Regions from separate parts of the Mus musculus genome. Here region 1 is linked to region 2. A link is a contact called in public Micro-C data. All regions are on one chromosome and are shown on one strand. Each heading gives the region's core, a stretch centred on a gene start, on an enhancer-like site or on the middle of the called end of the contact. The rest is flanking DNA. Distances are from core to core; before and after follow the strand shown. Region 1 overlaps Tm4sf4 (transmembrane 4 superfamily member 4). Region 2 has its middle 39 kb from the start of Gm22269.

The links. Hi-C and Micro-C count contacts between places; a contact is called where the count stands out from the background.
Region 1: a Micro-C map of the HL-1 cell line shows a contact between it and region 2, with 2.6 times the contacts expected there. The contact joins two enhancer-like sites.

The regions. Positions count from the first base shown.
Region 1 is chr3:57,434,226-57,438,195 of GRCm38.p6, forward strand. It overlaps Tm4sf4 (transmembrane 4 superfamily member 4), which reads left to right. Exons shown (of 5, transcript NM_145539.2): 4 at 3,351-3,540. Among named protein-coding and RNA genes, the nearest start is that of Tm4sf4, 11 kb to the left of the region's middle. Within about 2 kb of position 1,781, at least 24 of the 459 cell types and tissues checked have an H3K27ac peak or open chromatin away from gene starts, as enhancers often do. A contact at or near this core is called in the HL-1 cell line, where this site is marked.
Region 2 is chr3:57,091,160-57,094,875 of GRCm38.p6, forward strand. No RefSeq gene overlaps it. Among named protein-coding and RNA genes, the nearest start is that of Gm22269, 39 kb to the left of the region's middle. Within about 2 kb of position 2,227, at least 34 of the 459 cell types and tissues checked have an H3K27ac peak or open chromatin away from gene starts, as enhancers often do. A contact at or near this core is called in the HL-1 cell line, where this site is marked.

The sequences.
Region 1 (3,970 bases), core at 531-3,030, 340 kb after region 2:
TCTGCACTAGTGAATTGAACTCCACAATTCTAGCCATATTTCAGGTTCTCACTAGCTGTTTGTGGCTTGTAGCTACTAGGTGAATAGCAAACATACAGATGTTTCCATTTCAGTCGATGTGCTGTTAGATAACTACACTCTATCCTCTGAGAAGCTTGGATTGTTTCTCATCTGTTCATTATCTCAGACCCTCTATTCACACGGTGACTGATTATCATTGGGAGACAGGAAGTATGGCCCTTGGATATTCTAACACATAGAGAATGGGCCCATTGGAGAAAAAAAAAAACAACTCATAGTATATCAATAAACAGTTGTCCTTCATCGTCTACTGAGGCTCCAGGACATCTATAGTTATTTATACCCAAATAACTTTAGCCTTGCACAGGCCAGCACAGCATTTGCATATTGCTTATAATCCTTGATGCAATGTAAATGCAATGCAAACAATTGATACACTGTTTTGCTTAGAGAACAATGACATGTTCATTACAGATGCCATTTTATCAGCTGTTTATGACCAAACTTACAAGTGTGGAACCTGAGCATGCAGAGGGAAAGCTGTATTAACTGAGACTCCTCTTTGTTCCTTTGCAACGAAATCCTTAGAAACGTCAAGAATCATCTTCAGCTAGGGAGGTGGGAGGCCCTGGCTCAGATCTGGTGGCCTTGGTGTGTTCACTGGCATCAAGTACCTCAACTTTATTCTCACAACTAACCAAGTCGAGGTGGCTGTCATCTTCACATCACATGCAGCGACTCCAAAATGTTTCTTTTACTGTGGAAAATCCCCATGTCTTTCAGAGAACTCTTGAGACTCCATCATTGTGGGGTTGGGTTGAGGAATGTAGCATTCAGACACCAGCGAGCTGAGCTTTCTCTTGAGGTATTTTGTCAATAGCTCAGTCTCTCCCCTAGGAAGAATATGGAGAGCAGTGGATTACTTCTTTCTGGTGAACACTTCTGCTATTGCTTCCATCAACCGCATCCCTGCAGTGTTGCCACAGATTTCTGTGGTGTTCTGCTGTGTAAAAAACATTGCCTTCCTAAAGGCTGTGTCAAAAACAAAGGCTAGAGAAACAGAAACACAACAGGGGCAAAGTACTACTCCAAAGAAATACAACAACCCAGTGGTTCTGACCTGGAAGGCCTCTCACCCGCCCCTAGAATAGATACATTCACATCCTGCTTCGGGTAGAATGGAATCGATGACCACGGTCTGGAGAGTGACCATTGCCCTGTAGATAACAGCAGAGCGTTGACTAAGGTAAAAGCAGGAACACGTGTTTCAGAGCCCTGTGTATTGGTGCTTCGCATGTGGCCTCTTCTCACCACCCCCCTCTGTATCCGGGGCATTACTCTCATGAGTGATCTCATTCTATGTCACTTCCTCTATTCCTCACAGTGACAGGCAACTCATTCATCAGCAGTGTCAGGTGACAGTTTCATAATGAAAACAGCACAGCATCAACCTGATTGGAAGGAACAAGATTCCAGAACTCTCCAGTCTCTGATTAGTGTAGATGAAGAAAGTCCCCAGGATTAGGAGTGAGGAGGAAAGGCAAATGTTACCAAAGTGGCTCCCAAGATTCCAGCTTGGACCATAAAACCCAGTCTCTCGGTGCTGAGGAGTCTAGCACTCATTTTCTCAGAAATGTTTGCTGATGGTGATATTAAGGGAACAAGGAGTAAATTCTATATGCCACAATATTCACATTAGAGGCGCATCCTTGGGTAAAGCCATTAGGAGACCTCTGCTTTACGTTCTTTTTTCTTTCTTAGACAGGACTTCATGTGTCCCAGGCTGGTTTAAGTCTGACAGATAGCCCAGCATGGAAGCAGGAAGCCCTGTGTGACCCCACAGCTCCTACCCGCCGTCTCTAGGGAACAATAATACCCACTTCTCCCTCAAAATGTCACACCTTTAGAATGCCACAAGCTCTTCCTATACAGAAATTTAAGTCTTTTCCTATGTGGAAGTCCTGTATGCTAACAAAAAATTGAATTACATTTAAAATTTGGTTAGATTCTAGTCTTTTTTTTTTAAGATTTATTTTTTATTTTAAAGTGTGTGTGTATGCATGTGCAAGTTGTAGAAGTGTCAGGAACATATGGAGGCCAGAAGAAGACATCTAATCTCCTATAGCTTGAGGTCACAGGTAGGTATAAGCCACTCGTGTTTGTGTCCTCTACAAGAGCAGTACATACTCTTAATTATGGAGCTGTCTCTTAAATCCCTGTTTATTCTTATATTTTCCTTTTGTCTTATTTGTACGGTTGTTTTCCCTGTGTGTATGACTGTACACCATGTGCCTGGTGCCTGAGAAGGCCAGAGGAGGGCACCAGATCCCTAAAACTGTACATGGCTGTAAGATCCCATGTAGGTGCCAGGAACTGAACCAGGATCTCTTGTTGAGCAGCCACTGAACAGTCTCTCCATATCCCCAATTTGTGTTATTTGTTGAGTTGGATCTTTTTGTTTTAGCTAACGATATAGCCAAGGAGGAACTTGAATGTCTGATCCTGCCTCCACCTCCTTAATTCTAGAATTATAACTATGTACCACCTCATCTCTTTTACGCTGTGCAGTGGATAACACTCAGGGCCTTGTGCATGCCAGGCAAGCACGATACCCACTGAGATGCATCTTTTTTGTTTGTTTTTGGGGTGGGTGTTTTGTTTGTTGAGACAGGCTATTTATTACACCATAGCTTGGGATTTGCCTCAAACTCAAGGCATCTTGCCTCCAGCTCCTAAGTGCTGAGATTACAGCTGTGAGCCATCACACCTGGATTAGATACTTCCTTTTAGTTATGAGACATGGTCTATTTTCCATGGCTTTGGATAGCCACTTGATAATTTGTGACAATAGAGTTGGTCTCTAATAATAATAATACCTAGGATGAAGGGCACCAACATGGATGCAGTGCATACCTTTTGCAGCTTCATTTTCTGCTTCTTTATGAATGTGTGCATGCTTATTCATCCTCTTGGCCAGCCCACAAACATTGCTCTGTCATTTAGTAGCTTGTGACTGAGACAAGTGACTTAAAGTCCCTGTGCCTCCAATGGCCCCATCATCCACAAACAAGGATAGTGTGCCAGCATCCTTGTTGGTGGAATGGGAGAAAAAGAGTCCTTGCTTTCTGTAAACAATAAAGGAGTGAAAATGTGAAGTGTCCCAGACAGTGTCAGCATGAACGACCTACTCAGTGAGATTTGCTTGGGTTCTTTTTATTGTTATTAAAGGGTATCTCATCATAGAGCTTGTCTTGCACAAGAGAAATAGTAATGGCAACACACACATTTGTCAAATGTCTCCCTCCTCTCTGCATCTCTGTCACCTATAGTGATTATCTAAAAGACCAAGCCTTGTGGAGCGAGTGCAAAGAGCCCCGTGATGTGGTCCCCTGGAACCTCACCCTCTTCTCCATTCTGCTGGTCATCGGAGGGATCCAGATGGTTCTCTGTGCCATCCAGGTGATCAATGGCCTCCTGGGAACTCTCTGTGGAGACTGCCAGTGCTGTGGCTGCTGTGGGGTAAGTTAGGATTCCCCTGTTTCTTCTCAGAGCAAAGGAGGGCAAGTCAGGCCACCGTCTCCATGTGACGAGGGGTAGTGAGTATGGCTGCCTGGGAAAAAGCTAGCCACTCTGTGGTTCCTGCCAGCTCATACAAACAGCACATGTAGAGAACAATATTATTGCATGTGTAGTGACCACACTCCCTAACTCAGTCTCTCTCTCTCTCTCTCTCTCTCTCTCTCTCTCTCTCTCTCTCTCTCTCTCTCTCTCTCTCTCTCTCTCCCTCTCTCTCTCCCTCCCTCTCCCTCTCTCTCTCCCTCTGTCTTGCTCTTTCTCCTCCCTCTGTGTGTGTGTGTGTGTGTGTGTGTGTGTGTGTGTGTGTGTGTATGTGCATTCAACATTTACAAAAGGGCTTTGAGAAAGTGTTTGCCAGCTGGGCATGTTCCTT
Region 2 (3,716 bases), core at 977-3,476:
AAAACACTATCATCAATAAGCAAATTGGGATTTTAAAATGTGGGTTGCCTGTAGCTGTCACTTTGTAACGAGCCTTTACTGTGCTGTCCCTCAAGTCCACAGATAGTTAGAGACTGCAATGGAGGCACCAGGGAATGGAGCAGGATAAGCAGAAGCCTTGAGAGCCTATCTGCAAGGGTTTGGGGAGGTCCAGGAGCCTTTCCTTCACCCTTCCATCTTGTCTTCACATAGTGAGTCGGGAAGCACAGAGGAACTCTCACTGTTGTGACGATGCGTTCATAGAAACCCAGAACAACAGAGACTGAGGCCAGATGATCTAATAGGGAGATCCTGGCTCTAGACAAAGCAAAGCAAAGCTAAACTAAACCAGCAACGGAGGCAACCCTGTAAGATAAGAGAACTCAGAATCTTATATAAAAAGATTGAGATTCCCAAGAGATCTTCTTCTCTTACCTTTCTGATACCACTCAGAAATGTGAAATAAATTACCTCTTTAAGTCCCAGATTCCTCATCTGAGAATAAACTATCCCATCCAAGATTGCCATGCACAGAGGTTGAGGTGTCATTGGAAGCATTTTGAACATGGAAAACTGCTGTATAATAGTACTGAGTGATGTTTAAGAACACAAAATATACTATACAAAAATATTAATATTAGAGCCTCACTTTTCAGCAACAAAAGCACACTTATTTAGCAAATTGAGGAAAATGAGCAAGCAGGCTAGAAAAGCAAAATTGTCTAGTAACTGGAAAACTCCACATCTAGTGTGGCACCTGTGCATATTTATAGATTATATGCTGGCATTTTCAAAAATACATTGCTTAAACTGATCCTTGAAATGACTGTATGTGCTGATATTTAGATCCTGAATGGTCCCTGTGATGACTATTCTTGGTTGTCAACTTGACTACATTTGAAATTAACTAAAACCCAAGTGACTGGGTACATCTGTGAGAGATTCTTTTCTTAATTAAATCACTTGAAGTGGGAAGGACAACTTTTCATAAAGATCTCTTTAGGTGGAAATATCCACTGCCAACCTTGGCCACATCTACTGGCAGTTGACATAAAGGACTTGGAAGGAGGATGCTTTCTCGTTTTATCTGCTTACTTTAGCTCTCACTGGTAAGCCCACTCTTTGACTGGCATTAGAGCTGGCTTCTTTAGGATTCTGCATATACTGAAGAGAGCTGAGACATGTAGTCTCAAAGACCGAGCAACTATAGGATTCTTGGACTTCCATTGCGTGACACCCATTTTTGACTAACTAGATCACACAGCTAGAGCAAGACGGACACAGAGAAAGTACAAAGGCACCAGGAAGTTAATGGAGCGAATTCCAGTGACCATGGAGACTAAAGGTTTAAAGAAAAGCCTGATGCTAAATGGAAAAAAAAAGAGTAGTAATCTCAAGACAAGACCCCACCCAGCTATGCTTGTAAAAGGGAATTAAAGGAAATTTTAAGAAGTGAAGGAAACCATCAACAACAGAAAGTTAATACAAATGTAATTGAAGGAGGGGGACAAAGTTCTAGTCCCACCAAGCAGAAGACTGTGACAATTTTAGCAGCATGGTTCTGGCTTTAGAGTCAATAAGGAAGTGATTGTGGAATCTCCCTCTGCAGCTATGAAAGCCACTGAGGCTAGATGTGTGGCAGAAGAGACACTCTCCTGCATGGAGGCCCAGAGAGGCTACTGGATGAAGCTGTGGAGATGAAGTCTGGGTTGTTTTAAGGATTCTAAGATGTTTATGATGACAGAGTCATAGGATACTGGCCAAGGAGAACTTTCAACTGGGTATGGAACCAAGCTATGCAAGAGAAGTGGGTTGTAGTCAACAAAGCTGAAAGAAGCCAGAGATCTGAATACTTTAATATCAGACATGGAGATGTAGAATTTAGAGTTTGCCCTGCTATGTTTTGTTTTTACTTTAACCTAGTGTTTCATCCCTTTTAGAGTTGTAGTGTGTATTCTGTTGACACTGTATGCTGAAAGTATATAATCTGGTTTTTATTTTTATTTTACAGGGCTTTACAGTTAAGAAATGGCCATGAACCTCAAAACTTTGAACTTTGGACTTTTAAACAGTGTTGAGACTTTCAAAGATTATAAGGAATTTTGTTGTTGGACTGCATGCATTTTTGTTTTATGATATGGCTTCAAGCCTATGAATGCTAGGGAGTGAAATATGGAAATTTGAGTGAGAATAGGCCACATAGGCTCACATATTTGAAGGCTTAGTCATCAGGGAGTAGCGCTATTTGAGAAGACCAGGAGGTATAGCCTTGTTGGAAAAGGTGTGGCCTTTTTTGGAGTTAATGTGGCCTTGTCAGAGGAAGTATGCCATTGAGGGTAGGCTTTAAGGTTTCTGCTTGCTGATTAGTAGTTCTTAGCTACTGCTCCAGTGCTACACAAGCCACCATGCCCCCTGGCATGATTGTAATGGACTAAATATCTGAAACTGTAAGCAAGCCCCCAGTTAAATGCTTTCTTTTATAAAAATTGCTTTGGTCATGATGTCTCTTCACAGCAGTAGAACATTGAATAAGATAGTCCCTAAAAACCTGTTTGTGGTTAGCAACTTAAACCACAGCCTGTGGTACTGTTGAATGATGTAACCTTCAAAAGAAAGAAGTTAGTCATTAGGACATGCTATTTAAGGGGCTACTAGGACCTGACTCATGTTTCTCTCTGTGTTCCCAGCAGCCATGATGAGAGAGAAGTCTCCCCTGCCAATCACTCTTAACACAAATGCTAAGCTGCCACTGGACCAAAGCCACTGGGCCCGGACACAGACTAAAAGCTTTGAAGTTGTGAACTCAAACAAACCTTTTTTATTTTAAGTAATTTTATCTCAGGTAAATAACAGAAATGCACATGCAATGTGCAAAATGCTTTCCTCACAGCATGTCCTGCCCAACAAGCTTATGTGTTGTGCAGTAATGGCATCTTACTTAAGCACAGTGAAGGCTTCATTTTTGTTGTCCCTTCAGAGTCAAAGAAGCATGGGTAGTCAGTGTTCAAAGATAAGTTAATGACTTAGTGGCACAGGCCCCAAGTTTAGCAACACCAGGGCACATACAGAAGTTAAAAGTCAAAGAATATTCAAAGTAACTCAATAAACAAGGTAAAATTGAGTCCTTCTACCTCCAAAGATTAGTGACATAATGTTGGGATGAAAAAATATAACATATTAGCTCTGTTTTTCCCCAACTGTTTATTTTAATAAAAAAAGAATTCATTGAACTACTTCAATAGTATTGTATATATTGTTGTATATATTAATCTTGATCTCTTAGGGCCTAAGACAGAAATTAATAGGAATGCTTAAGGTCACCTTAAGAGAAACTTTTCTTCAAAACAATAATGCCAAAATGTTTTGAAAAGTTTATTTACTTCATTTATACCCACAGTGAAACCTTCCACATTCTTTATTATGCCTTGGAATCTGCTTGGTTTAGACACTTGACTATTTTACCATATTTTATTATGAGCAAAAAGTCCTGTGATCTTTCCTCACTGGTTGCCTTTGTGGCTGGTTTGTTCTCATCTTCTTAGCTAATTCTCAATTACATGCAGGTCTCACGTCTGGATTTACATGGATTTCAGACTACCATCTTCTTCAAAGGGCAAGGATTTTAGCTAATCCAGAAAGACCTTATCCCACTGTATCCTAATACCGAGTATTTAGGGATGTTAAAGGCATTCTGTGTC